Linked DNA regions of Mus musculus: region 1 is linked to region 2. A link is a contact called in public HiChIP or PLAC-seq data. All regions are on one chromosome and are shown on one strand. The core of a region is the stretch at or near the end of the contact, and the rest is flanking DNA. Distances in the headings are between cores, read along the strand shown. Region 1 has its middle 6.4 kb from the start of Gm24240. Region 2 has its middle 3.6 kb from the start of Gm19689.

Region 1 (2,755 bases), core at 190-2,689, 190 kb after region 2:
TCCCTCCTCATCCTTCTTATTCATTCAACAAACATTTAAGCAGTCTTTATACTGGAAGGTAAACACTACTAGACGGTAGGTCCCCAAAGGTATATGAGATTCACCAGGGCCCTGGCGTGGTGAAGCTAACATCTAACTAGGAAGATACACGGAAAAGCTTTTGTTCACAATCCAGTGTGAGAAAAGCCTTTGTTCACAATCCAGTGTGAAAGTCCGATCGTATATAGGCCATGGAAACGGACAAAGTGCAAGACCCAGGGGAGAATCCACAGACAATAGAAGACTATTGACCTGGCTGAACATTTTGTGTGTGATCTCCATTTTCATCGTGTGGGTCCTGGGGTTTGAACTCAGATCGTCAGGCCTGGCCTCAAGCACCTTTACCGGGTGGGCCATCTCAACAGGCCAAATGTATTATCAATCAAAGCAATCGTCTCAAGGGAAAGTAGAGAGACAGTCTAGATCCGTCCACCCCTGTTCCAAGCAATAGGGGCCAAACTCCTAGGAAAGGTTACGTGGGCCCCACTTAGGATCCGCCCTCTGTCTTCCCACCTCCTAATCCCTAACCTGATCAAACTGTTGGTTCTGTTCAGAAGAGAGGAGCCTTCTCACCTGACTCTTCAGCCGGGCGTGGTGGCGCACGCCTTTAATCTCAGCACTCCGGAGGCAGAGGCAGGCGGATTTCTGAGTTCAAGGCCAGCCTGGTGTACAAAGTTAGTTCCAGGACAGCGAGGGCTATACAGAGAAACCGTGTCTCAAAAAACAAAACAAACAAAAAACCAAAAAGAAGGGTCTCCATTTCCTTCTTGTGCCTATACAGTCAGAGAGGGTCCCACTCTAGGCCCTTACTAGAGTAAGGGTCCTCCTTTCTCCATCACCCCGTCCTTACCACCTGGCAGCAAGCAGTTCCTGAGGGGCTAGCCTCATTCCTGCCACCCCAAGTGGGAAATCCCTATCTCAAGGACGGTTTCGAAGCCTAGACAGAAATGTTCACATCACTGGCAACAGCTTTCCAAAGGCTAAAGCTGGCACCTCTAGGGGCCCACTGCCTGGAGCAGGCTCCGAGATCAGTGGGGTGGGTCACAGAGAGCACATCCGGTCTGGTACATCCTCTGCAGGGGTGGGGACCATTGTGCAGCTAGCTGGCCTTCCCAGGGGCGCTGTCGCATGTCCTCAGTCAGAGACCAACAAGCAGGAGGCCTGGCTGGCCTGGAGAGTCTGCAAGACCAGAACACGCGGTGCCTCTGAGCACCCACACGCTGGCGGGGAGTGGCTAGGGAGCTGAAGGTGGGGTTCGGGGAGGATTCCCCGGGCAGTGCGGGGGACGAGCCTGCGGACCGCTGGCGCGCGCCCCCGATCCTCCCCGCGGGAACGGGAGCGCGGCGCCGCGGGAGGAATCCCAGCTATTTCCTCTGCGCCCCGCGGTATGCGGCCGGCTCGCCTCCCTCCGAGTGAGCGAGCGCGGCCCCGGCACCAGCTGACTGCCAGCTGCCCTGGCCGCGCCGTGCAGCTCCGGATCCCGGCCAGCCGCCCCCTCGTCCCAGGCCACGAAACCGGCCTTTCCAGCAGCCTGAGACCTGTACCGCTGTGCCAGCCAGAACCTGTCCCCGGCCCGCGTGGAAAAGCCGGGCGGACATTAGCGCCCACGCGAGTGTCATGCGTCTGGGTCTGAAACTACAAGTTCCTTAACCTAGTTCCCAAACTGTTGTGCAACGGTGACCCCGGCCTACTCATCTGTGTTGCGACAAGGTTAAATGTGAAAAAGAAAGACAGAGACAGAGTGTCAAGTGTATTTTCGTTTCTCTAGGTCGTTGCTGCTGTTCTTTATTTTGCTTTCCAGTCATAAGATCCTGTGCTGGCCTCTTTCCAGCCCGGCTTGTCAGTGAAATAGTCAGAGCGGGCTTTACTCGGAGACCTGTAGGTGGCTAACTCCTGCTGGGCCTGGTCTAGACTGGGTTCTCACTTTGCATCATCTATCTATCTATCTATCTATCTATCTATCTATCTATCTATCTATCACGGTTTGCCAAAGTTTCCCATGTTGGCCTCGAACTCGTAGGCAACCCTCCTGCTTCAGTTCCCCTAGTGCTGGAATGACAAGCTGTGAGCCACTATGCCCAGCCTGTGCTCTCGTTGTTTTGTTTTAGGGGTGGGGGGTTGATTGTTTGTTTGTTTTGTAGCTTTAAAAAGTCTGATAATGGAGTCCTCCTTGCTTTTAACCATTGTGCTCCGAACCACAATCACTGCTTGGAAGGCAGAGAGGTCAGTTATTTATATATGTTCAAATGATGTCATTGCTGTCTGAGAGCAACCAGGGAGGTAGTTGGTGGTTAGGGGAAATTGAAGGTGCGCACGGCCGATAACAGGTCTGCAAACGTGGAGTCCGGTAGTTGTGTGTCTGAAAAGAGGATTGTCACCGTGAACTCTCTGGGACCCTCTTTTCCTACTACAAAGAAAAATTCTTGCCAGTTTTGCCTTTAACTCTTCTGAGTAGCTGCCACCAGGGCGGGGAGGAAACTGAGACAGATCCTTGGCCACCCACACCTGCCTCACCACGCCCACAGCCGCGGCTGCTGGGACACGGGAGCTGGAAAGCCCCGGTTTCACCAGGCCTAACCACCAAGCCCTTTGCACAAAGGAGCTGCAGTCTGGCGTTTCCCCTGCCCGCCCTCAGTTTAGACTTCTTAGCTTCCATCCCAGCTTGCATCCATGGCCAAGCGCCAGCCACTTAAATCGATAATGTGCCCCCCACCCC
Region 2 (2,788 bases), core at 162-2,661:
CAATCGGAATGAGGAGGAGGAGCCAGTCTTGCAAAGATCCGAGTGGCAGGAGTGGCCTTCCAATAGAGTTCCAAATGAAAGGTGAGATGCTTTACTGAGGCTGTCTTTAAGACAGGGCTCAGGTGGGTGAGCACTCACAAAGCCCTAAGTTAGATCCGCAGTGCCACCTTAAAAAACAGGATCAGATATTCAACATCACCCTCAGCTATATAGTGAGTTCAAGGCCACCCTGTCTCAAACACAAAATAGACAGAAAACCCTTAGGACTGGCTTTAGTAGGTAAAAGAGGATGAGAAGAAATTACGAAGTAGAACAGGAGACAGAGCCCAGACCACAGTGAGTCTATAAACCCTCGTGAGGAATTCAGGTTTCATGAGAAGCTTGACACAAACTTTGAAAACATGTAAGCCACAGAGGGGTTTAATCTGACCTATGTTTTCACACTTCCTACTTGGAATGGCTTAAGGCTGGTGATCTCATATCAATTTAGTTATCAGGTAACTAGACGGAGGAACAGCGAGGAAAGCTTGTAAAGATGGCCCCGTGATTCATGCGTGAGACATACCTGTCTGTTGTGACTCTGGGATGGCCCCATGACTTGGTGTCTGGCTGATGGGATAACTTGCAGCGACCACTCTATGAGCAAGCTCAGGCTAGCCCGCTGGATAATGAGAAGCACATAGACAAGTATTCTCTGCTGACACAGAGCCATCAGCAGGCATGAGTGTTAGCCATCCAAACCATTCCAATCTGCCTACCTTACCCACAGAATAGTAAGAAACAGTATCTTGTTACCTTAACTCCATACATTTTTAAACAATTTGTATATTTGCTTGCTTCTTTATTGTGTTTGTATATACACCTATTTTCATACTATGGTATATATGTAGACGTTAGAGGACAACTTGGAGGGGTCAGTAATCTCCTCCCACCTGGGGGTCCTGGGAATTGAACTCTGGTCTTAAGGCTTGGCAGCAGACACCCTTACCTACTGAGCCATCTCCCTAGTCCTAAGTCAGTACATTTTCAGATGATGTGTTACACAGCAAAAGCTAACTGCTACAAGAACACAGATGAGTCAGTTTGCTTTCGATATTTCTCAAGGACCTCCTGACAATGGTAAATGTCCCTATTTTCCTGTTTAGCAGCTCACACCCCTGATTCTTCCTTTTGATTATTACTCATTAACCCTAGAAGGAGAAAAACTGGAGTTTCCCAGGCAAGATCATAGCTGTGCCTATCAAAAGTGGACACATGAACTCCAAGTAGCTAAGATACAATGACAGAGCAGCTGAACTGCAAGTCCTGGCCTGGGTGGTCGAGAGTGTACCCAGGGTGACACCAGGGAAGCAAATGCCATCAGCAACTTGGCTCTGAACTCTGTCCTATCTAACAGCTCTTCACTCCGTGCAGGATCCAACGAGAAACTGCGAGTCTGTGAGTCAGAAAGAGTTTACAACTTCCTTCCTCAAAAGGCTCCAAAATAAGCAGAATAAACACCAGTTGGTCTCAGCTGGTTGCACGTTGGCCTGCCTGGAGGAGGGGGATGCCAGAGACAGCTTCTGGAGGCTTCTCACAGCCCTACACTTCTAGGAAATAGACAATTACGAACAACATGGATTTTATTATCGTGACATCGCTAAGGTCTTTGCATAAAGCCTATATTTAAAAATATAAACATGTAAGTGAAAAAAATGTCAGGGGAATAAATATTTGTCTTAAAAGAGACCATCTGTTTCAAATTTTTATTTAAAAAAAACCAACATGTGTTTTATTTTAAATTTGTATGTGTGCTGTTATCCTTGGGTTAAGTATTAGGTAAATAGACAGAAGCATTGAGAATCCATTTTCCAGCAAATTTTGGTTAGAAATCCTTGCACACGTGACACAGGAGATAATTTGGGGGCTAATTGGAGCTTTGTGGGAGGCCAGCTCCTTGCAGACCTCCCCCACCCCCTGCAGCCTCTGTTTGGAGGGTGTTTCCTCAGCACGCATGTTTGTTTTGGATGAGAGGGCTTTTTACACCTCTGAGGACTCAGCCAACACAACACATGGCAAACTGCTTCCAGCCCAGCCCAGATGTGTACCCAGATGTAAGGAGGCCAGTGTGACGGGACCTCAGGACTCCAGTCTGAGGATGCTCCTCCCGTATAGCTCGAAGGGCAGTGGGTTTGGGTGTAATGGAAATACTGTTTGTGGAGAGGGGTCAAGAATAGCTTCACAGAGGAGATGTCTGTGAGCTGGTTTCCACATGGGAAGAGAGAGCAACGAACGTCCTTCAGAGGGAGGTAAGAAGGGACCCAGGGGATCTGGAAGAATGACATCGAGTTCCATGATAGTGGAGAACAGCTCATGGTGAGAGTGACTGGAGAGGGATCTGGAGATGGGGCAGGGGATAGTGAACAACTTCCTTTCTTCTGTTCTTCCTTCCTAATAGTAACACACACAAACTCACACACACTCACGCACATACAGCACACACATACACATACATACACATAATCACCACACACTTACACACATACACACACACACACTCACACACTCATGCATATATACCGTACACACATACATAAATACATACATACATACACACATTCACCACACACACATATACACACATACACACACCACACACATACACGCATACACATACACCATACACACACACATACATACATACATACATACATACACACATTTACCACACACACACACACACACACACACACACACACACACACACACACTGCTCTCCACTGCAGGGTATTTGTTCATTTAGACACAG

What was found. HiChIP or PLAC-seq counts read pairs in DNA pulled down with a chosen protein or histone mark.
Region 1: a contact with region 2 is called in an H3K4me3 HiChIP or PLAC-seq map of bone marrow-derived macrophages, with 7 times the contacts expected there. The contact joins two enhancer-like sites. A contact is called at or near these places in 1 of 39 promoter capture datasets (liver), 3 of 484 Hi-C or Micro-C datasets (the HL-1 cell line, the N1E-115 cell line and bone marrow-derived macrophages), 9 of 115 datasets of contacts at active chromatin or transcription factors (the HPC-7 cell line, bone marrow-derived macrophages, embryonic basal ganglia and 6 more) and 1 of 9 other capture datasets (embryonic stem cells).

Annotation. Positions count from the first base shown.
Region 1 is chr17:83,274,957-83,277,711 of GRCm38.p6, forward strand. No RefSeq gene overlaps it. Among named protein-coding and RNA genes, the nearest start is that of Gm24240, 6.4 kb to the left of the region's middle. Within about 2 kb of position 1,440, at least 392 of the 459 cell types and tissues checked have an H3K27ac peak or open chromatin away from gene starts, as enhancers often do. A contact at or near this core is called in the HPC-7 cell line, bone marrow-derived macrophages and microglia, where this site is marked.
Region 2 is chr17:83,080,425-83,083,212 of GRCm38.p6, forward strand. No RefSeq gene overlaps it. Among named protein-coding and RNA genes, the nearest start is that of Gm19689, 3.6 kb to the left of the region's middle. Within about 2 kb of position 1,412, at least 20 of the 459 cell types and tissues checked have an H3K27ac peak or open chromatin away from gene starts, as enhancers often do. A contact at or near this core is called in the HPC-7 cell line, bone marrow-derived macrophages and microglia, where this site is marked.